Regions from separate parts of the Zea mays genome. Here regions 1 and 2 are each linked to region 3. The links are chromatin contacts, called in public Hi-C maps. All regions are on one chromosome and are shown on one strand. Each heading gives the region's core, a stretch centred on a gene start, on an enhancer-like site or on the middle of the called end of the contact. The rest is flanking DNA. Distances are from core to core; before and after follow the strand shown. Region 1 holds the start of LOC100275547. Region 2 holds the start of LOC103643317 (aminopeptidase M1-B). Region 3 holds the start of LOC103643314 (ABC transporter A family member 2).

What was found. A called contact is a pair of places that touch in the nucleus more often than the background predicts.
Region 1: a contact with region 3 is called in a Hi-C map of leaf mesophyll, with 3 times the contacts expected there. The contact joins the promoter of LOC100275547 here to the promoter of LOC103643314 in region 3. A contact is called at or near these places in 5 of 25 Hi-C or Micro-C datasets (ear, endosperm, leaf and 2 more).
Region 2: a contact with region 3 is called in a Hi-C map of ear, with 2.4 times the contacts expected there. The contact joins the promoter of LOC103643317 here to the promoter of LOC103643314 in region 3. A contact is called at or near these places in 5 of 25 Hi-C or Micro-C datasets (ear, endosperm, leaf and 1 more).

What each region holds. Positions count from the first base shown.
Region 1 is chr1:221,582,761-221,585,460 of Zm-B73-REFERENCE-NAM-5.0, reverse strand. LOC100275547 reads left to right here and starts at 1,310. Exons shown (of 5, transcript NM_001149603.2): 1 at 1,310-1,831; 2 at 2,288-2,325; 3 at 2,512-2,700. The coding sequence starts at 1,523.
Region 2 is chr1:221,916,896-221,919,700 of Zm-B73-REFERENCE-NAM-5.0, reverse strand. It overlaps LOC103643317 (aminopeptidase M1-B), which reads right to left and starts at 1,318. Exons shown (of 19, transcript XM_020546704.2): 1 at 894-1,318; 2 at 671-816. The coding sequence starts at 1,103.
Region 3 is chr1:221,747,138-221,749,837 of Zm-B73-REFERENCE-NAM-5.0, reverse strand. LOC103643314 (ABC transporter A family member 2) reads left to right here and starts at 1,330. Exons shown (of 16, transcript XM_008666467.3): 1 at 1,330-1,842. The coding sequence starts at 1,474.

The sequences.
Region 1 (2,700 bases), core at 61-2,560, 160 kb after region 3:
TTAGCGACCTTTATATTCATTGATATCCTGTGCTTAAATTCATACTCGTTGTCGGACGAGAAATAAACACCTGGGGTGTTACAGGTGCAGTCCATGCGCTTCCACATGGTGTCGTTGGAGTGATCGTTGTCGGAAAGCACATGGTCAACGAGCGCATAGCGCTCAAGAGTGTTGAGGAAGAGACCACGCCATCGGTTGTAGTGGGTCGACGTGAAGTCGAGGACGATGGGGACGAGAGACTTGGCGTTGAGGATCGCCGCGACTTGAGCATGAAGTGCGGCAGTAGCCACGGCAACCTCACCGGCGACGACTAGCGCATGGGCATCGGCGTTACGTCTTTCCTGCTCCAAGCGTGCAGCCTCCCGGCGCTCGGCCTCAACGCGCGTAGCCTCTAGGTGTGCAGCTTCTTGGCGAGCAGCCTCACGATGTTCTTCAGCAGTAAAGGCAGCAACACGCTGCTCCAAGGCACGACGAGCGGCGACAACAACATCATCGTCGGCCATGGCAACGAGGTGGCGAGGTAGCGTGGCTAGAAAATGTGGAAGTTGGTTCGGAACGAACCCTCTGGTACCATGAAAGATTAATAATCCATATGTATTCTGAGAACCAGCCAACTAATCCATATGTATTATAAGAACCAGCCAACGTAGATTTGGCACAGCTTATTTTCAAGTTCTTCGTAGATTTAAGCAGAAGTTGTGCTAAACAAGCAGCTTCTCCAGCAACTTATTAGTTTAGCTGCTTCTCATAATGAACTAAAAGCAGCCAACAAGCAGAAGTTGTTTTTCACCAGCTTCTCAGATAAGCTGCTTTTCTGTGCCCAAATATAGGCAGGCTAGACTATATTTAGATTAAGTGGGCTTGCATGCCACTATTGCTGCATACGTAGATTGATCCTTTTTTTTGGTGTAAGGCTTGCATGCCACTAATCCTGGGTGCGTGCATGTCCATGGTTAGATTATCCTAATCAGACAATCATCTCCCCGATATACCGGAAACTGTTTCTATAAATCAGTTGTCTACTGAAGGAGTCTAGTCTGCCTGTATCTACGTTGGCTGGTTCTCTGAATACATATGAATTATTAATCTATCAAAAAGATATATAGCTGAAGATTGTCTCAAGTATTAATCATCTTATCGTTGTTAATTTTCAACCGGTAATATAATTGTTAGACAAGGACCAAACAGGGTCTTATTCACGTCGTATATGATATAACAGTGTTTATAACGCAGTAAAATCGGTGCACTACACTACTGATTTATAGACTGCCACGCTGCCGAGCGGAAACGTTTCCTAGGCGTTCAAGAGGTCGTGGCCTCGCGCCAGCCAACCAAACAACCTCGGTGGGCCTACGTCTCGGTTATCTTCCTGGACGGAGAGACAGGGGATTAGGGGAAGGCCGAGGCGAGGCAGCATCCAGCAATCCGCCACGCTCGTCGCTCGCCCGGTCGCCCCCTCCACCCACTGCCGCTTCAACTCTCTCGCTCCCTGTCTTCTCCAAAACCCTAACCGCCGACGGCGATGCTCTCGACGGCTTCGGTGCCCTCCACCTCGTTCGCCGCCGCTTTCCTCTCCTCCCGCGCTCGCCGCCGGCGCCGCGCCCCCTGGCTGCGGTCCGTCGCCGCAGCCGCCACGTCCGGGGTGGGGGACGGAGAGGTGGAGAGGTTCGCTACCAGCAGCTCCATCACCGACTACCTCCGCTACCGCCGCCCCGAGCTTGGCTGTGCCGGAGGGGCAGGCGGAGGCGGGCTGCCAGGCGGGGAGCTGCAGACGGCGGTGGTGCGCTTCAAGAAGCGGTTCCCGTGGTCGCTTCTCCACCCCTTCCTCCACGTGAGTCTGCCGGCTCCTTGTGCGTGTGTCGCTCGCCTGCTTCCTTCGACACTCAAATCCGATGTGCTAGCGAGAATTGCACAAAAATGTTTGTATAAAAAAAATGCACAAAATGGATGTTAATCCCCGCCGTTTAATTGGTCCTCTCAACTTCCCTGCAGAATTAGTAGTCATAGTGAGGAATTTCCCGCGTTAATGTTATCCTTTAACAATAAATAGGGAGACTGGCTTAAATGCTGTTACCACTTCAATGCCTGGATTTTGTGGGCTTCGCATTAGCAACACTCTGATGCCCACTTCGCTCTGGAAGTTTTAGCACTTTCATAAGTTTTTTGATTGCCACTTAGCTGATAGAAGAACCCAATAGGTGCAAAACAGTGTTGAGTCAATGTCCTAGAACTTTCTAATGAAATTTCTCTAGCTTTTATTCAATTGTCAACTCCTGTTATGCTGCAGGTTGATTTGGTTTCTACAGTCCACATTGCAGACAAAGAGTATGTACGCGTTTCCTCTGTTTCATGTTAAAGTATTGTTTTCTCGCATTAAGTTTTGCTGTCATGTTGATGTGCATTCCCTGTGAATTATCATCATTCCCTTGTTCAAATGTCCTGCCATTCATGAATGTTTATAGCTACTATTACTATAGAGAATTAGCTGAGATCTTCAGTTTTTTTCTTCAGATACTTTGATAGACTGCAGCGAGAGCTTGAAGATTACGATTGTGTCCTGTATGAAATGGTTACAACTCGGGAGAATTTGAGCAATCCGAAAGGTCCAATGGCTGCTAAGAAGATGAAATCTTCACGCAGAGGATTTAGTATTATTGGTTTCATACAGAAACAAATGGCTCGGGTCCTTTCGTTGGATTA
Region 2 (2,805 bases), core at 69-2,568, 170 kb before region 3:
AGCCAATCAGGCTGTTAGTAGAATCATGATCAGATGTCAGATCAAGACTGTGACACTAAAAAAACAACTCGGCCGGGGAAAGACCGCTTCCATGGTATTTCACTAAGAAGAGCTCAATCGGAGCCCGGCCAAGAAAAACTATAAAAGATGGCTCCCTCATACATGGGGATGCTGCCTCCTATGATTTGGGCCTTAACCCGCGCTTTGAGGCTAACCCACACAACCAGTCCCTTACACGAGGGCCCGCCCACCATAGGTCGGTTCACCATAGTCCCTTACACAAGGGAACCAGCGAGTGATTTTTTTAACCTCAGTTTTCGCTCCCACTGGGAGTTAAACCTAGGACATGAGAAGTATTACTCAGACCACCTAACCAACTCAGCTAGAGGCCCTTTTGCAAGACTGTGACACTACAGATTCTAAGATATCTGTCACCGCTGTGTAACTACCTCACACTTTTCACGTAATATGCATGGCAACAAGAATGTATCCAGATGTCCCTGGTGTACACAATTGGCCTGCTAGTGAGGCAACTGTAAATACTGTATTGGTTGGTCCCAAACACGAATTTGTCGCCACTGAAACTAACAGCCTAGAGTACATACCTAACAACTAGGAATAATTGGAGTATGGCATGCACAACAAACTAGTACAGTAAGAGGAAGCGTACCTCCTGTAAAATCCCCTCATCTGATCGTTGAGCGTGCCGGTGAAGTCCATGGTGAGCACGCCCTCTCCGAAGGGCAGCTCCCGGTCGAAGCTGATGACCATGATCTCATCCTCATCGAACTGAGCCACATCTGTCGGCGCCAAATCCTGCAATAACACAAAAAAAATATAGTCAGTAAGATGAGAAGGGCCTCGATCGAAAGATGGGGGCCGCGAATGCACACCTGGAAACGGATGGAGGCGCGATCGACATCCAGCTCGGCAGCGTTGAGGACGAGGAAGCGGGTGGGCGCGGACACGACAACGGCGATGGCCGCGGCGCCCGTGAAGGTGCACGCGGCGAGGTCCGGGCGGAGGCGGAGGTCGTAGCGGAGCGGGGCCGCGAAGTGCGGGAGGCGCGCATGCCCCCGGAATTGGTCCGGCGAGGCCGCCATTGCAGCTGGCGCGGAGGGAGGGCGACCTCGAGGTCGCGGTCGCGGATGCGGAGGAGCGGCGGCGTGCGGCGGTGGAGGTGGACTTGTGTGACGAGGAAAGTGCGGAAACGGCGACGGTAGGGAGCAGACCAACTGTGACTCGATTTGTTACCGGAATGGACACAGCTTGGGTTAGCTTCCTCGACACGCTTTGTCGGCCTGTTTCTTCTTGGGTTAGGGAACAGTTATCGGATAGTTAAGATAAATTTAATATTTTACTAGTTCGGTTGTCCGTCGACCACTCACAATAATATCTATGTAAATTATTAACAAAAAGATCTAAAAAAATTATTGATTATCTCTACTCTCTTATAATATTTTTTTGAATGCACGGGTACCATAGGCAGCAAATTAGGGACCACATCTCTCGCCTCCCCCACTTCCAAGATTTCGTAGAGCAAGAAGTGAAGGAAAGAGGTGGGCGTACCCGTTCGTTGCTGGAGAAGGACACGACGAAGACCTGAGCATCTGGAGGCGACATAGATAGTATACTGCTAGATACATATAGAGAGAGCACACAGGCGGAGAAAGAAGCCCAGCCGGAGCAGCTCCAAACCGAGAGGCACCCGCACTAGGCGTCAGTCCGAGAAGGGTGAGTGCCTTTCCAGTCCTGGACCCGTCGAGACGATACAACACCACCACCAACTCTGTAGCATATGTCGATTGTTGTTGCACTACGGCCCCTGGTTGTCCAATATCTCAAACATAAACTCCTCATCGCCAAGATAACATAAACATGGCAGCAACATCGTGTCCTCCTCGGTGGCACGCATGGAGAAAGGTCAGGAGCAAGACCGACTTGCCCCGTACCCGCGTCGACGAGCGTCGGTCGTATCGCGGCTGCGACTGTGGGCGGGGGCAGCAGATTGGGGAGGAAGAACAGGGCGAAGGCCGAAAAAACGAACGGGACATCCAACGATGGCAAAAACGATGGTGCGCGCATGATGTGAAACGTTCTCGTGTACGTGCAATAGCCACTGCGCGGATCGGCGTTGGGATTGCTGTTGGACGAATATGGGGAGGAAGTGCCCGCTCCCACGTCCTCTGCCGAGAATGGGGTGGCGCTGAGGCGGAGGCATGAGGGGAGAAAAGAAAAAACAGGATGTGGAACAAGGTGGCGACAACTTAGACGAGGGTCATCATTATCGTGCGGATGTATAGATGGCTAAATGGGTTGTGTCTGGCGAGTCGGCCCCAGGCACGGACCATTTATAGTGTCTAGACCAGCCCAGCACGAGCGCCGTGCGGTGCTTGGGTCATAGCCTCGACCCGTAGTGCTGGTCTGGCCCGACACGATTATTTTTTTATTTTACAAAAAAATCGTGTATATATATGTACTATTTATATTCAATATTGAAAACACTTAAGCATGATATTCTACTGGTTAGATGGCTTCACTCAGTGTCTTTCGTCCTTCTTCCATCAGGGTGTGGCTTCAAACCTCACCTCCTACACTGTTTTTTAACATTATTTTACGCTGATTTAACCAAATGGCCTGACAGACTAACGGGCTGACCCGGCATGGTCAACAGGTTGGTGTGCCGTGCCTGGGCTAGAGCTGCAGCCCCCCGACATAGTCAACAGGCCGCTGTGCCGTGCCTAGGCCAGAGCTGCAGCCCGCGGGCGCCGCGGGCCTAGCAGGCTCGTGTCGGGCCACCGTTTG
Region 3 (2,700 bases), core at 81-2,580:
TTTGTCTAAGTCATAGGGAAGCTACCAAGGAAAGTCGAAAAAGTTTGGAGAAGTTTGGCTCAAAAGAGCTCAGCTTGCTGTGGTCTAGGCTACACTGGACGGTCCGGTGGTGCACCGGACCAAGTCCGTGCAACCCAGCCATACGTATCGGTCTCGGTATTTTTCTTTAGAAATCACCGGACCGCTAACAGTACTCGGTCTGTTGTGCACCAGACCGCTTCTCCAATGGCTCTCTCCAATGGGGTTCTGGCGCCAACACCTAGCTGACGTCACCCGACGGTCCGATGGCACACCGGACCGGTTTGGTGCCACCCAACTAAGGAAAGGAGCTAATCAGAAGATATGTTGACCGTTACTGTGGATGGTCCAGTGCACCCGCATATAGGGAAGTTTTACAACTTCAATTTGGAAGGGGTAATGGCTCTTAGCCCCTTGGGGCTATAAAAGGACCCATAGGCGCCTCCAAGCAGTACTCAAGCATCTCAAGAGTATACCAACACTCTGAAACTCTGTGACCACGCCCTCAAGTGTTTTTAGTGAGATCTGAACGCTAATTTTGTGCTATTTTTGTGAACTCTTGTTCTTGCGCTCTTGTCTTCGTGTTTCTGGTGCGTGTTGTTGTGATTTGCTCTTATGTGCATATTCTATCTCCCTCGGTTACTTTAAGGTGTGACTTTAATTTTTGTAAGACTGTGAAAGACTCCAAGTTGTGGAGATTGTCCACAAACAAGAATACTTGATATAAGGAAGAACCGTGGCACACAAGTTTGATCTATTTGATCACTTGAGAGGGGTTGATTGCAACCCTTGTTCAAAGGAGGACACCACAACCTGGAGACTTTGACTAAACCACACGATAAAAATCGATGTGTCACTTGTCTCATTTACTTTATGGTATAGAATGTAAAACACAAACAGACATGTGATGTATGCAAAGGTGGGTTCAAAGCTAACAACCATGATTTAAATCTTTATTTGTGTATACTTTTAATATTTTTATTATTTAAATATGGGTGGTCACAAGGACCATGGGAACCCAGAAAATTGATGCGTTTAATACAGTAGAAAAGGAAGAATGACAAGATATAACGGTGGAAACCGTGGTGCTGCGCTGCAGCAGCCACCCAACACAGGATTTCTGCAGCTGTGGCCTGTGGGTGCAGACAGCCACAAAGTCTGATGAGCTGCAGTTACAAGTATTGAAAAATATTAAAAATGGAAGGAGAAGGAAGCTGCTCTCTGAACCGGCTGCAAGAACGATGTGCTGCAGCCTGCAGGCAGACACGAGGGCCCCACTAAACCGCGTCTTCCTCCTGACTGTCTGTTTTCAAACGCATCCCTTATAAATACTCAAACCTCATATTCCTCCCGTAAGCTCCACGACCGGAGAGAGAGAGAGCGCGCGCTATCCAAGCCAAGAAACTCCCCCCGTAGTCCGCGGCCCGGGCTCACGACCGATCCGGTCCGGGCCCGATGGAGCTCCTGAGCGGCGGCGCGCTGGCGTGGCAGCAGTACCGCGCGCTGCTCCGCAAGAACGCCACGCTCACCTGGCGCAACCGCCGCTCGGCGGCGCTGCAGCTCTTCTCCTCGCTCGTATTCATCTTCCTCATCTTCTGCATCGACCGCGCCGTCCGCTCCAGGTTCTCCAGTACCACCGCCTACCGCAACGTGCCCGACCCGGAGGCGCTCGTCGCGCCGCCGATCCCGCCCTGCGAGGACAAGTTCTTCATCAAGTCCCCATGCTACGACTTCCTCTGGAGCGACGGCGGGAGCGCCCGCATCAGGGGCCTCGTCGACGCCATCCGGAGGAACAACCCCGGCCGACCCATAGCACCCGAAAAGGTCCCGATTCCTTCCGATCCCCCATCAGTTGTGGGTCTGGGTTGGGCGAGATTGGATTTTATTAATAATAAGTGCATCCTTGTGGGGGAATTTTTGTTTGTGTGCGATGTTCGCCTGCGGAGTTGGTTTACCTGTCTCGCGTGGGGATTTTGGATTTTCTCTCTTTTTATTTTTTGAGATCAAGAATCTGGATTCTGGGTGGGGAATGGTCGGATTTAAGCTCATGAGAATTTTTTTTCTCGACGAGAAAGAAAACCGCGCGATAATTTCCTGTTTGACATACGGAATTGGTTGCTGGGACGGTGGAAGCTAAGCTATACATCGGCATGAGCCTCTTGGTTTTGGAATTGTAAAATAAATTTAATTCAACTTAAATGTATTAAGGGGGCAGCTCTTCTCTTAGCGAGAATCACTTCTAGAAAACTCCATAGTGCACTAGTATTCATTTTGTACTAAGGTGGGAGCTAAAAAAAACCCTGCTTTCCTCTACTCCTAACATCTCTAACCCCTCAGGAATCAGTTCACTCATAATTTGCTAAATAATTTTCGTCAAATATATTCACTTCTACTTGAAAATCATTTAGAATCACTCTATTGAATAATTAACTCTCAAAGCTAGAGAATCATGGAGCAGAGCTCTGCCAAACGAGGCCTAAATCTTGTCCACTGTCACGAGTTGTTTTACCTCATTTTAACTTTATAAACATTTTGGAGCTTAGTGGCTTGGACAGCTTCATGGTTAACTTGAATCATCATAAGGCTTGATGCTCACAATTTTAGTATGTGATGATTTGGTTCCATCTTACTTTTTTTATGCTAGCCGTGGGCACTCCCTTCAGAATTTAGGTGGTAGAATCC